Regions from separate parts of the Mus musculus genome. Here region 2 is linked to region 1. The links are chromatin contacts, called in public promoter capture Hi-C maps. All regions are on one chromosome and are shown on one strand. Each heading gives the region's core, a stretch centred on a gene start, on an enhancer-like site or on the middle of the called end of the contact. The rest is flanking DNA. Distances are from core to core; before and after follow the strand shown. Region 1 holds the start of Pthlh (parathyroid hormone-like peptide). Region 2 has its middle 6.3 kb from the start of Gm15762.

Region 1 (5,563 bases), core at 2,283-4,782:
AACCATACAATGAGCTGCTCAAAACAAAACAGATGCAAAGCCTCACCTACCTTCCCATGTCCAGAAGTCTTTCTGCCTGAGAAAGCAGATACCTAGTGCAGGGGCTGCCCCAAGGAGGGACTGCAAGGTGACTGGTTTTACCAGGGGACTGGGAGGACAATGGGATAAAGAAGTAAATGCTCCAAGGTCCCAGTCTCACCCGGGGATGCCACCTTCTAGGCAGCTCATATGGAACTGGACCACAGCTAGAACTTTCTGCAGCAGGGCAAGAGATGTGATGACGGTGTGACTGTCCTTTGAACAGGGGGTGTCTTTGAATCCTATTTGTGGTCACATGCAAGTCCAGAGCTGTCTGCTCAAGGGAGCCAAGAACTTGACTCAGCAAAAGGCTTCTAGTGAGCAGCAGCCCAAATGATGTTCTCTGTTCCCCTCCCTTTGTCCTTCCCTCCCACCCTGTCTCCTTCCCTCCCTCCCTTCCTCCTTCTCCTCAGATATTTCCTGCTAGCCATGGGAATGAGGGTACACAAGTGTGGGACCTAGAGAACCCATTTTCCTAAGACCTTTGTATCTCAAATCATCTTGGGCTCTGAAAAGCATCTCCTAGCTGGGTTTTCAGGTCATGTTTGGAGAAAGCAGAGCATTTCCAAGGTTTAAATGGATGTGGAAAAGTGTGGGGTCCACTTTTCTGGTCACAGGAGGATCTCAGCAGCCTGGCACACTCTTCAGCCCCTCCCTGGAGTGGCGTTCCAGGTATTAGCAGAGTTTTAGCCTCACTTAACCACAAGCTGATCATGAGCAGGCGACTTCCTCCTCTATGGATGTTCAAGCCTTATTCCCTTTCTTTTTGGCAGCCTTGAGCCCTAGCCTTCTCCTCCTGCCTCAGTGGGCGAGTCATCGGAGCTGTGATCCCACAGAATCAAGCGTGGATGCTACTCGAAGGGGTAACTTTTGTCAACAGCCAAGTGACCAGAGGAGAGAAAGGATGTGTACATTTGTTTGGTTTTGTGGAATTTTGGAGACCTGACTTGGAGCTACTGGCAGACAGATGTGAGAATTGGTGGCTAGTCCAAAGCATTACTCAAACGCATAAATCAAATGTTTATTTCTTTGCTTATTGTTTGGCTCAAAAGGAAGACAGAGGAAGTACAGAATACAAAACTTTGAGTTTTCCACTAGCTTCTCTCCATAGAGGAAACACGCGGGTAATACCTATAAACTGGTGACCACCGTGAACTTATGGGTGCGAGGCCCCTCCTTGAAAGCTGGATTTTGAAAACCATCATTTACAGAGTAGGGAACCTAGACACTGCTCGTGAGCTCAGCATTCCCATGAGTGTGGACTGGCAGAGGCAGACCTTCAGAACCTCTTGCTTGTCAAGGTGCGCTTGTGTGACAGGGAGCCTAAGCAAACCTGTCACCTGATCAATCACGTGACCTGTTCATAAGCCTGGGGGTTGGGTCCCCACTTTGTTTCCTTGCTGCCTTGTGACCTTAGCAAGATCGTAATCTAGATTATGATGTCATAAAACACCCTTTGCAGCCAAGGCAAAGAATCGGAGGCTGACACTAAAGATAATTTCTACATCAAGAAAGGAACTCGGTCTGCCTGGAGCAGGACCTGCTTCCTCACAACGGAAAAGACCACTTACACAAAGCTTTTCATTCATTAAAGACTTGATTTTACAAAACAAATATTTCTGAATGAGACTGACAGGATGTCCCTTCCTTGGTCAGAATGTGGAGGAGCTTGTGACTCAAGGAAAAAGTGAAGTAACACAGCATGAGAAAGTGTTTAATTCTGAGGAGATAAAGCTACTTATTCCTCATTGTCCATAGTTTCTCTATAGTTTCTCTTTGTGTTTCCAGGAGAGGAAATTCTTTTAAAATGGATGATGTTTTTCCATTAGCCTCAGAAAAGATGGTGGGTGATGGGGTAGAGAAAGGAAAAGGGGGAAAGGAGGGTCAATTTTGTCTAATTAGGAAAAAAACAACATCAATCAAAGTAGTGTATAGATTCCAGCCTTAAACGCACAGTGTGTCTAGTTTTTGTTTCAGCCTTTTATTGGGGGAGTATTTTTAAGTCAAAGTAATTTGAGACTTGGCAAAGTACCTTTGGATTTTTTTTTCTTGGTGGTGAAGCAAATATCATGTTTAACGTTAAGCAAGTCTCAGGAAACGCAGCAGAATGGTTGCTTTGTGAGTCCCTTCTTTTCCTCTCATGGGGCTCCCCACTCCAGATCAATTAGGGCTCCAGCATCTTTGGGGAAGGGTTATCACAGAGTGTCACAGGTTCAAACTTTCTCTTTTCGTGCCATGTAAACATGTCTAACAGTTACAAATTCTTAACCACTTAAAGGACGTTATGGAAATTCCCGGGTTTCTTTTTAAGGTGGGAAGAAGCCAACTTTTTTTTTTTTTTTACAAGTATGAAGTTTAAAGGAATCAAGGGAAAGAGACAAGGGCTTCTGATGAGAGGGAACCCCGCCCAAGACAGCTGAAAGCTTTAACTGCTGGCGAGCAGCAAGGCTTAGGGGAGGGGAGGGGTGAGAAGTCCTAGGAGTACCCACCCCAGAAGTCTGTAGAGCATCACAGCCCAGGTCTGACAAAGGTCTTTGAGTGACACTAGCCTCCTAGAGAGTCAGATGAAATTTTCCAGCAGTATTGTCTAGAAGGCAAACTTCTTTGAGTGGTTCCCATGTTCATTTCAGCGTGATCTAGGACCTGGGGGGAAACTAGTATTCACACACACACACACACACACACACACACACACACACACACACACACCTCTAGACCCACAATCAGTAACTCACAACTTTCTCCCCCACCCCCCACCCCCACTCCCTGCCCAGCAGCACTGAGAAGCTGAAGCAAATGGGCACTCAGTGAATCTTTATCAGGACATAGAGTAGGTTATCAGAAGAAGGTGAGAAAGAAGGACTCTGCGCATTCCAGGTCGTCTGTGATCACAAAGTGGGTCTTCTTCCTTGCTCACACACCCGTTCTAGGACCTGCTCCAGACGTGATGTCCCCAACCCTTCCCAAACAGTAAGACCCAAAATCGCCTTTGCTCTTCTGGGTGCTAGGTTTAGTCCCCTCCCCAGGAGAAGGCCACACCAGGCAGGAATGCAGTGCAATGCGAGCTTGCAAGCGAGCTTGGGACTCTTGGGATTCTCAGGCCACCCGGGGTTCCTCCTTGCTGTTTGTAGGGACCTGGACTCCTGGACCTGCCACTCAGGCGACAGCAGGCCGGTTCAGGAGGAGGAGAGCGTCAGATCGGCCCACGCGGGCCAGGACTGGGGTGGGGCTCCGTGGCTCCGGGCTCCCCTGTGCTCCCCGCCCCCGCCGGCCCGCTCACCCCTGCCTGCTCCGCCGGCGCGCGTTCCTCGGGCGCCACCTCTTTGCGACTCGCTCACTTCTCAGCAGGTTGGCCCCGGAGCGTGTGAACCTTCCAGGGCTGGGCTCACAGCTACTCTCCAACCTGCGCCGCCCCAGCTGGGCCGCTCCGCCCCGCTGCCGGAACCCGCCCTCGCGGCCACCTGGCCCTCGCATCCACGACACGCGCGCCTGCAACTTGTTCAAGGGCGTTGTGGAATCAACTTTCCGGAAGCAACCAGCCCACCGAAGGAGGTAGACCGACAGCTATGTATATATACGCGCTCTGCCGCAAGTGGCTGTGCACCCAGAGGCCCGGTGCGCAGGACAGCTGACTCCTGAGGAACACCCGCGTTTGAAGAGGGGTTTGACCTGCCCCACGACCCAGAGTGCTGCCGCCAAGACTAATTAGACATTGCTATGGGAGCCACAGCAACGCGCCACGCATCCCCGACGCCTATGTAAAACGCCCGGTTTTCGCTCTTCTTTCAGAGGAAGCTCTCTGATTGCTTTTTCCCCTCTCGGGTCCCTTTTTGCCTGTGCGGTTTGAGAGAGGCGCAGTTAGAGGCGCTGATTCCTACACAAGTAAGTGCTCAGGGGCTCGGAGACACTTTTTTGCTTTCTTTTTCTTGTTTTCTTTTTTCCTCCTAACTTGTGAGATGCCCTCGACTTTGGAGTGGCTGTTGGGAAGCCACGGGGTTCCAAAAGAGGGAGCGGGGCAGTGCGAGGAAGAGATGGAGAGCCGGGACTGACCCTCGGGTTCCACTCTTGCAGGTCCCCAGAGCCAGCGAGCGGCACGATGCTGCGGAGGCTGGTTCAGCAGTGGAGTGTCCTGGTATTCCTGCTCAGCTACTCCGTGCCCTCCCGCGGGCGTTCGGTGGAGGGGCTTGGCCGCAGGCTGTAAGTACCGGTCTTCCTCCTGGGGTGAGGGGTGGGGAAGACCAGCGCCAGCTGAGGCGGGCGATGCTGAGGAAGCCTAGGGGTCCCTGATGGTCCCAACCTGAGTTGGACACAGTCACGGGGTACCTGCTAGCAAGGGGCTGAGCCCAGGAAAGCCATCTAGAGAGCTGGTGAGACCCCAAAATGGACAGGCACGAAACAAGTTTGATGTGCCTTTCCATAAGAGGGAGTCTTTTTCAGAACCTGGGCCGGCAAGATATCTGTCTGCAGGGAACCACCAAAGTTACTTTATCCACCGAGAGGTTCTGAAACTCAGCAGGAAACTGGGGGATTCAGGAACTGTCTGTGTGCCTCTGTGTGTGTCTGTGTGTGTCTGTGTGTGTCTGTGTGTGTGTCTGTGTGTGTGTCTGTGTGTCTGTGTCTGTGTGTGTGTGTGCGCGCACACAAGCGAGTGGATATGTCTAAATGTGGGTGGCAGTCTGTGTGTGAAAAGCAAAAACGTTGTGTCTAGTTTTATTATGAATGACATAATTTTAAGCATATAAAACAGGACTGTGTTACATAACAAAGCATATTATATAATTTAGTAGTAACAACTTTTTAATGGCAAACGTCCAACTTTAGTATCGATACCATTCAGGAAGGCGGGTGTGCTTGTCTCCAAAATGGACTTTAGGCGTGGAAACTTTCTTTTTCCTGGAATTATTGCTAACGGTTCTTTAATCCGGAGTCGAAATATTTGCATTGTGGTCTGAAAGCTTGTAGTTCGGCATTCTCAGCTGGTGGTTGAGTTTTTGATTTCTTAAAGAGTGATTTTGACTTTGAGATAAGAATACATCTAAGAACACCAGCAAAATATCGCCGCAGTGTTTGGGAAGTAGTAGGCATGCTTGAATCTGTCTGTCTCATCGATGTCGATGTAATACCGTCTAGGGCTGCTCTCTTAGCACAGACTCTGTTCAAGATGGGAAAACCATAAAGTTTAAGAAATGAGTCGTTTGGCTCTGGAGAAGGCATTAGGAGGACTTGCTCACCTCACAAGAGAAGCAGCAATATCTACCTAATATTTACAGTCAGGTTCCTGGTGCTTCTTGTAAACTCCCGAGGGTATACAAAAAGGCGACTGTTCAGCGCCTGCTTCTGGTCTATTCTTATTAGTTCGGCAGAAAATCTTTAAATGAAATTACTTTAGACATGTCTGGATCTTGGCACGAAAATGAAACTCTATTATGAATCTCCTAAGGCAAGTTGTGTAGAGCATTGTACTGGAGATAAGGCAGCATTGTCC
Region 2 (5,563 bases), core at 1,611-4,110, 460 kb before region 1:
GGCAGAGGAACAAAACAGATGTTGCATCTCTAACGTAAGTAGCAAATAGCAGATATTGGTACAATCATGTCAACATCAGTGTTAAACACAAATCTGTTGTGAGGCAGGTGGCTTTCTTCCTTTTTTTTCCACAGGTCTTCCTCTGGGAAAAACTAAATTTCCACTCTTTCTGAGGCACCAAGCACATTATGTGAAGGCCACCTTAATAGTCTGGACCTCTGTAAAGACTCTATTTCTGGGCTGGAGAGATTGCTCCGTGGGTGAAAGGCTTGAGAACAAGCTCATGACCTGGGTTGGATCCCCAGAACCCACAGCTAAGGAAAGAACAGACTTCTGAAAGTCGTTCTCTGACATACATATGCATGCCATGGCATGTGTGTACTCGCCCCTCGCCCTGCTCCCACAAATAATCATAGTAGACTCTATTTTTAAGTGAGGTCCCGTTGTATACTAGGGTGAAGACTTTAATACATGAATCTGTAGGTGGAAGGACCACATTTAATCTATAACAACTACTTTCTTAATATTGTCCCTAAGTGTTAACCATCAGATGCAGTCAGTTCAGCTAGGTCAGGGTGAGAGTGAAAGAGGCTGAGCTCTGGGCTTCGTTGGAAAAGGACAACTTCCTCTCCTGCATCTTTCATCTCCTCCCTACTTTCCACAAAGCACTCTATTGGAGATACCACAAACCAAGGAGGTCCATGGCAGAGGAGAGTCCCTGCCCAGGGCAGGACCCAGGGCACTTCTCCTGAGTCATCTTGGTAAAGGCTGGCCCTAATTCTATTTGTATATGGCTCAACCTCAAACACCAGCTATAGATGAGTACTTTAATTTAGGGCAATGAGTGGCATTTGTGGTCATCCTCCCCTGGAGAAACCGGAATCTTTGTTTTCTGGCAAACAGACAGCTTAGCGTGTGTCTTTACTTAAAGGTTTTCCTTAGGAAGGGTGAATGGGGCCTTTCAGAAGAGACGGAGCAGTTAGAAATTCTAGGCAATCCTAATATATGAAGAAAACCAAAGATACATCTCACACCATCAGCTTATGAATATGTATGGCTTTCTGCTGTGGCAATCTCTCAGCCACAGAATCACAGCGAATTAGAATGTTTTTCCTGGGGAAAAGTGCCCATCGTAGTGAGAAGAAAACACAAAGTCCTGGTGCTGTTGGTTGTAAACCCACCCCTTCTTTATAAATGAGCTGAGAAACCAAGTAAAAGCTGCAGATTCGTGCAGTGAATTCAGACAGATTTGAATTTCAGATCTGCCCCGGTGGCCAACATATGAGATGTCTGTATTCAGGGTAGAGCTTTTTTTCCATCTTTTTTTTGGCAAGAATACCGACTGTTGGATTATTTGCTTTGCATATTTTTTATACTTGAACCAGCATATATAGAATATCTTTAAACAGATATGCATTTATCTTCAAAGAATGAAGTACTCACTGGACTGGATAAAAGTGTAAGGAATAGCTTGCTCTCAGCCCCTCCCAGCTGTTAGGAGAGATCTGGGAGATTTTCTCTACCTTTTCCACTGCCTTGGTACCATAAAGAAACATATATACTCTTTCCCCCAAATGGGCCTTCTTAGAACAGCATTTCTGGAATTTGTTTTGCTGCCCAGAGGCCAAGCTACCAAATCTATTTCCCACACTGTATACCTCTTACATGTTACACAGACTCAGGGTGGGCCTGGCTGGAAAGAACACAGACTCTGAACTCAGAGTATCTGGCAGGAATTGAAAACCTTCATTTCTCAACTGCTCAGTGAACACACAATTTCAATGCCTGGCCTGGTTTCCATATAGTGTGTGTGTGTGTGTGTGTGTGTGTGTGTGTGTGTGTGTGTGTGTGTGGTGTGTAGGGTATCCATGTATAAACATGTATTTGTGTAGATGTATAGAGATCAGATGCCCACCACAGATGTCTTCTTCAATAACTCTCTATCTTATTTTTTGAGCTAGCATCACTAACTAAACCTGAAATTCACCATTTTTGCTAGACAGTCTTGGGGCTTCATGCTTGCACTTTTCTGAGTCATCTCTTTAAGCCTTGGTTTCCTCCTTTCTAAAGTGAAGTGGCTCCTGTGGGTGTTTGAGAGAGTAACAACAACTACAGAATGTGTCTCAGAGAAAGGTCAAAGCACAAAAGGAAAAGAGAGAAAGTTGCAAGAGGACAGAGAAGGAAGACGTTCTGCATTTAGAGAAATGTGTTACAGAGGCCCCACAGTTAGTTCTCAAAGCAAGCTTCAAGCTAACTGCGTCCACAGAGTATGATGTGCACCACAGAACCGCCCACATGCTCACGTGATGGACCTCACTTGTTTTGCTCAGAAGCCCTAAGGAGGGGGCATCACTACCTCCATCATGTAGGAGCTAAGTAAAGTAATTTATTCAAAGCCACAGAACATATACAGTGTGGAGCCAGGAATGAAAATTAGGTCTGTCTGACTCCAAAGCCTGTGGTTTCCTGTTACAACAAACTGTGTCAAGTAATAATATCAACAATGATAATAATAAACGTCTTGACCCCATCAAGTCCTGGGGGAGGCTGCCTGTGCTTTCAGAAGGTCAGCCTTCCTCTACTCAGGCTTGCTCCTCATCCCAGTGTCTGTCCTGGTGCAGGTGATCATCAGGTCTCGGTGATGGACTTCCCCAGATCCCAGCTTGATCCACCCCCCCCCCCTCAGCCCACTTGGAATTCAGAGTCTCCTTTTTGCACCCACACCCAATCTCATCATCCCCCTTGCTCATGCTGCCAAGATGGCATCAGCTGCCAAGATGGCATCCACTGCCAAGATGGTGTCTGCACTCTGTCCTGTTTTCCTGGAAAACTAAGACAAGACACTTGGTCCAGAAAACAGAGTCTTCAATCCACACGTCCATTTTTCTACTTGAGATCTCAGCACCTCTAGGAGCCCTGTCATGTGCACCCAGCTTGGCTTAGGGACTCAGGGGCCTCCTTGACTAAGGTCACCAGTTCCTCAGGGCTGTCTGTATCACCCTGTTACCATTGGTAACAACCTCTGTTTGGTTCAACTCATCACATAACTGTCTTCTCCGTCAGAGTCTGTTTTGAAGGAGTGTGCATCTAGGGCCGTGAGTCCCTAATACTTCATATGACCTCCACCACATCGTAGGAGCCCAATAAGCATTTCTTGGTTCTGCCCAGCATGGGGGTCCATCTGTTCACTATTACACGATTAACACAATCGACAGTGTAATTATGTCCTGAGCAATTTGCACTCAGTTCTGACCTGGGAATCAGTGAACTCGTCTTAAGAGAGTTTCTGGTGACTACACTTTAAATGAGGATAATGATGTAATAGGAACAGAACTTTTTAAAAGGGCAGTACTCAAAAAGTCAAAAGCTGAGTTTCATCTTGCAAAATCTATGATGCCTTAGCTCCTTCATGCAAATGCTGTTTCAATTATGATCAAGCCCTCTGCTTAATTTGAAGAAATGTCCAATTTGTTATCATTTATTTCTTTCCTTCTATCATCTTAGGACCTTAAAAAAAAAAAAAACTAATGCCTGTCTTCCACATTCCCCAAGTAATGGATACAGCATTATCCAAAGTTTATTCAAACTTATCTGAACCTTTCGGGGCTAGGAATTAGGTGGGAACTATTTTCTTCATGAGATTTCTAGTGCTTTTTGGCTTTGAACTGGCTGGAAATGAAACAAGAATAGCTTTTCTTGCGGTATTTTGGTTTCTCCTCCCAACCCAAACCAGGAAGTTCAGAGACGCACAAAAATTAAAAGAAAGGGGAAAAGTTAACTCAACTTTTTGAACTCCATACATGACTTAGGTTCGATTTCAGTTTGAGGCAAAGGTTCAGCTGAGAGCTCATTGTATCCAAACCACTTGGCCCGTCCACTGAAATCACTGGTAGGAACATATATGGAAGGATATGGAGAACTGATAGTCTGTAGGATCATTGTGTCAACTGCATGATCTGTGGGAACAGTGTGCTGAAGAAGTTCACAGGGTGGCAATTGTGGTAAGCACAAGACACAGAGGGCGAGCACACTCCCATCTCATTATCCCTGCCTTTGCTTCTCTTTCTCCTACCATTTATCTACCTGCCACTTCTAGCTAACTACTTACCATATTGACCTTTTATCTAGCTGTCACCTATCTATCACCTATATCTGTCTCCTATCAGCCTACTCTCTTTCTGGATCACCTATTATTTATCATATGTAGCTAGCTATCATCTTTATCTACCTATTTATCATCTATCATTTATCCCTCTATCATATCTAGCCAGCTAGCATTGATTTTATAATTCTAATTGTCCATTTTCTGTAATCTATTTGGATCTATGTTTATCTGCCAATTATCTGTATCCATCATCTATCTATCTATCTATCTATCTATCAATCATCTATCTATCCATCATCTACCTATCTATCTTCTACCCTCTATCTATCTATCTATCTATCTATCTATCTATCTATCTATCTATCTATCTATCTATCAACCTATCTACCTACCAACATATCATATCTATGTCAATCTATCTTCTTCACACAACATATAATTCATAATATAATTGTAACTCTAACAATACGACTGTTGTCTAATCTGAGTTTCTTATTTCATTCTTTCTTTGGGAAACATAAGATAGATCTGTTTCAACTACTGCACAGAACAAAAAAATGAGATGCTATGCTGATCTGCTTAGATACAGTCAACCCAGAATCTCATGAGAATGTTTGCCTAGACTCTGAAGGAACAAGAACCAGATTCTATGCCCACATAGTTAATATAAGAGCAATTGGGTTTTATGAATGGTAGAGAAACCAAGTTTGCTCTGAACTGTGAGGCATAACAGGTCAAGCTGTTTTTCTCTTAGTCTGTATGCCTCACCTATAGTCTCAGCACTGGAGAGGCTGAGGCAGAAAGATGAACATGAGTCTGAAGCCAGCCTGAGAGACCCCTCTCAAAAATAGTCAAGCATGAAATCTTTTTTTTTTTTCACTAAAGAACAATTTTTGGGCCACTCATGTGGCTCCAACTATGCCATCTGATGTTAGAATCTTCACTTCATTTTTTGTGTGTGTGTGTGTGTGTGTGTGTGTGTGTGTGTGTGTTTGTGTGTGTGTTTAAAGATCTATTATTATATTTATATGAGTACACTGTAGCTGTTTTCAGGCACACCAGAAGAGGGCATCCGATCCTATTACAGATGGTTGTGAGCCACCATGTGGTTGCTGGGAATTGAACGCAGGACCTCTGGAAGAGCAGTCAGTGCTCTTAACTGATGAGCCATCTCTCCAAGTCCCCTCATTGTGTATTTTTATTTCAGGGACTTTGACCTTGGGTATGGTCCTGAGGTGTTTAAGGATGAACATTTCAAGTACACTTCAGTATTAATATTGTATTTCACATGGCACATCTCTAGGCACATTATCTATTAAACATGCTAATGGTTTGTTTCATATATATATTTTCACCTATTTATCTGTTTAAATGTTAACTACCTACCACAGTTATCGATCTACCAAAATTTTCAGGGTAAATGGGGACTAAAGTTTTAGTGATATTCTGAGGTATTTC

The links. Promoter capture Hi-C pulls out the DNA fragments that hold promoters and counts their contacts.
Region 2: a contact with region 1 is called in a promoter capture Hi-C map of hippocampal neurons, with 2.9 times the contacts expected there. The contact joins the enhancer-like site here to the promoter of Pthlh in region 1. A contact is called at or near these places in 3 of 39 promoter capture datasets (cranial neural crest, hippocampal neurons and maxillary cranial neural crest), 2 of 115 datasets of contacts at active chromatin or transcription factors (T-cell acute lymphoblastic leukemia and VIP interneurons) and 1 of 9 other capture datasets (pancreatic islet).

Annotation. Positions count from the first base shown.
Region 1 is chr6:147,261,982-147,267,544 of GRCm38.p6, reverse strand. It overlaps Pthlh (parathyroid hormone-like peptide), which reads left to right and starts at 3,532. Exons shown (of 4, transcript NM_008970.4): 1 at 3,532-3,960; 2 at 4,150-4,275. The coding sequence starts at 4,175.
Region 2 is chr6:147,723,933-147,729,495 of GRCm38.p6, reverse strand. No RefSeq gene overlaps it. Among named protein-coding and RNA genes, the nearest start is that of Gm15762, 6.3 kb to the right of the region's middle. Within about 2 kb of position 2,860, at least 9 of the 459 cell types and tissues checked have an H3K27ac peak or open chromatin away from gene starts, as enhancers often do.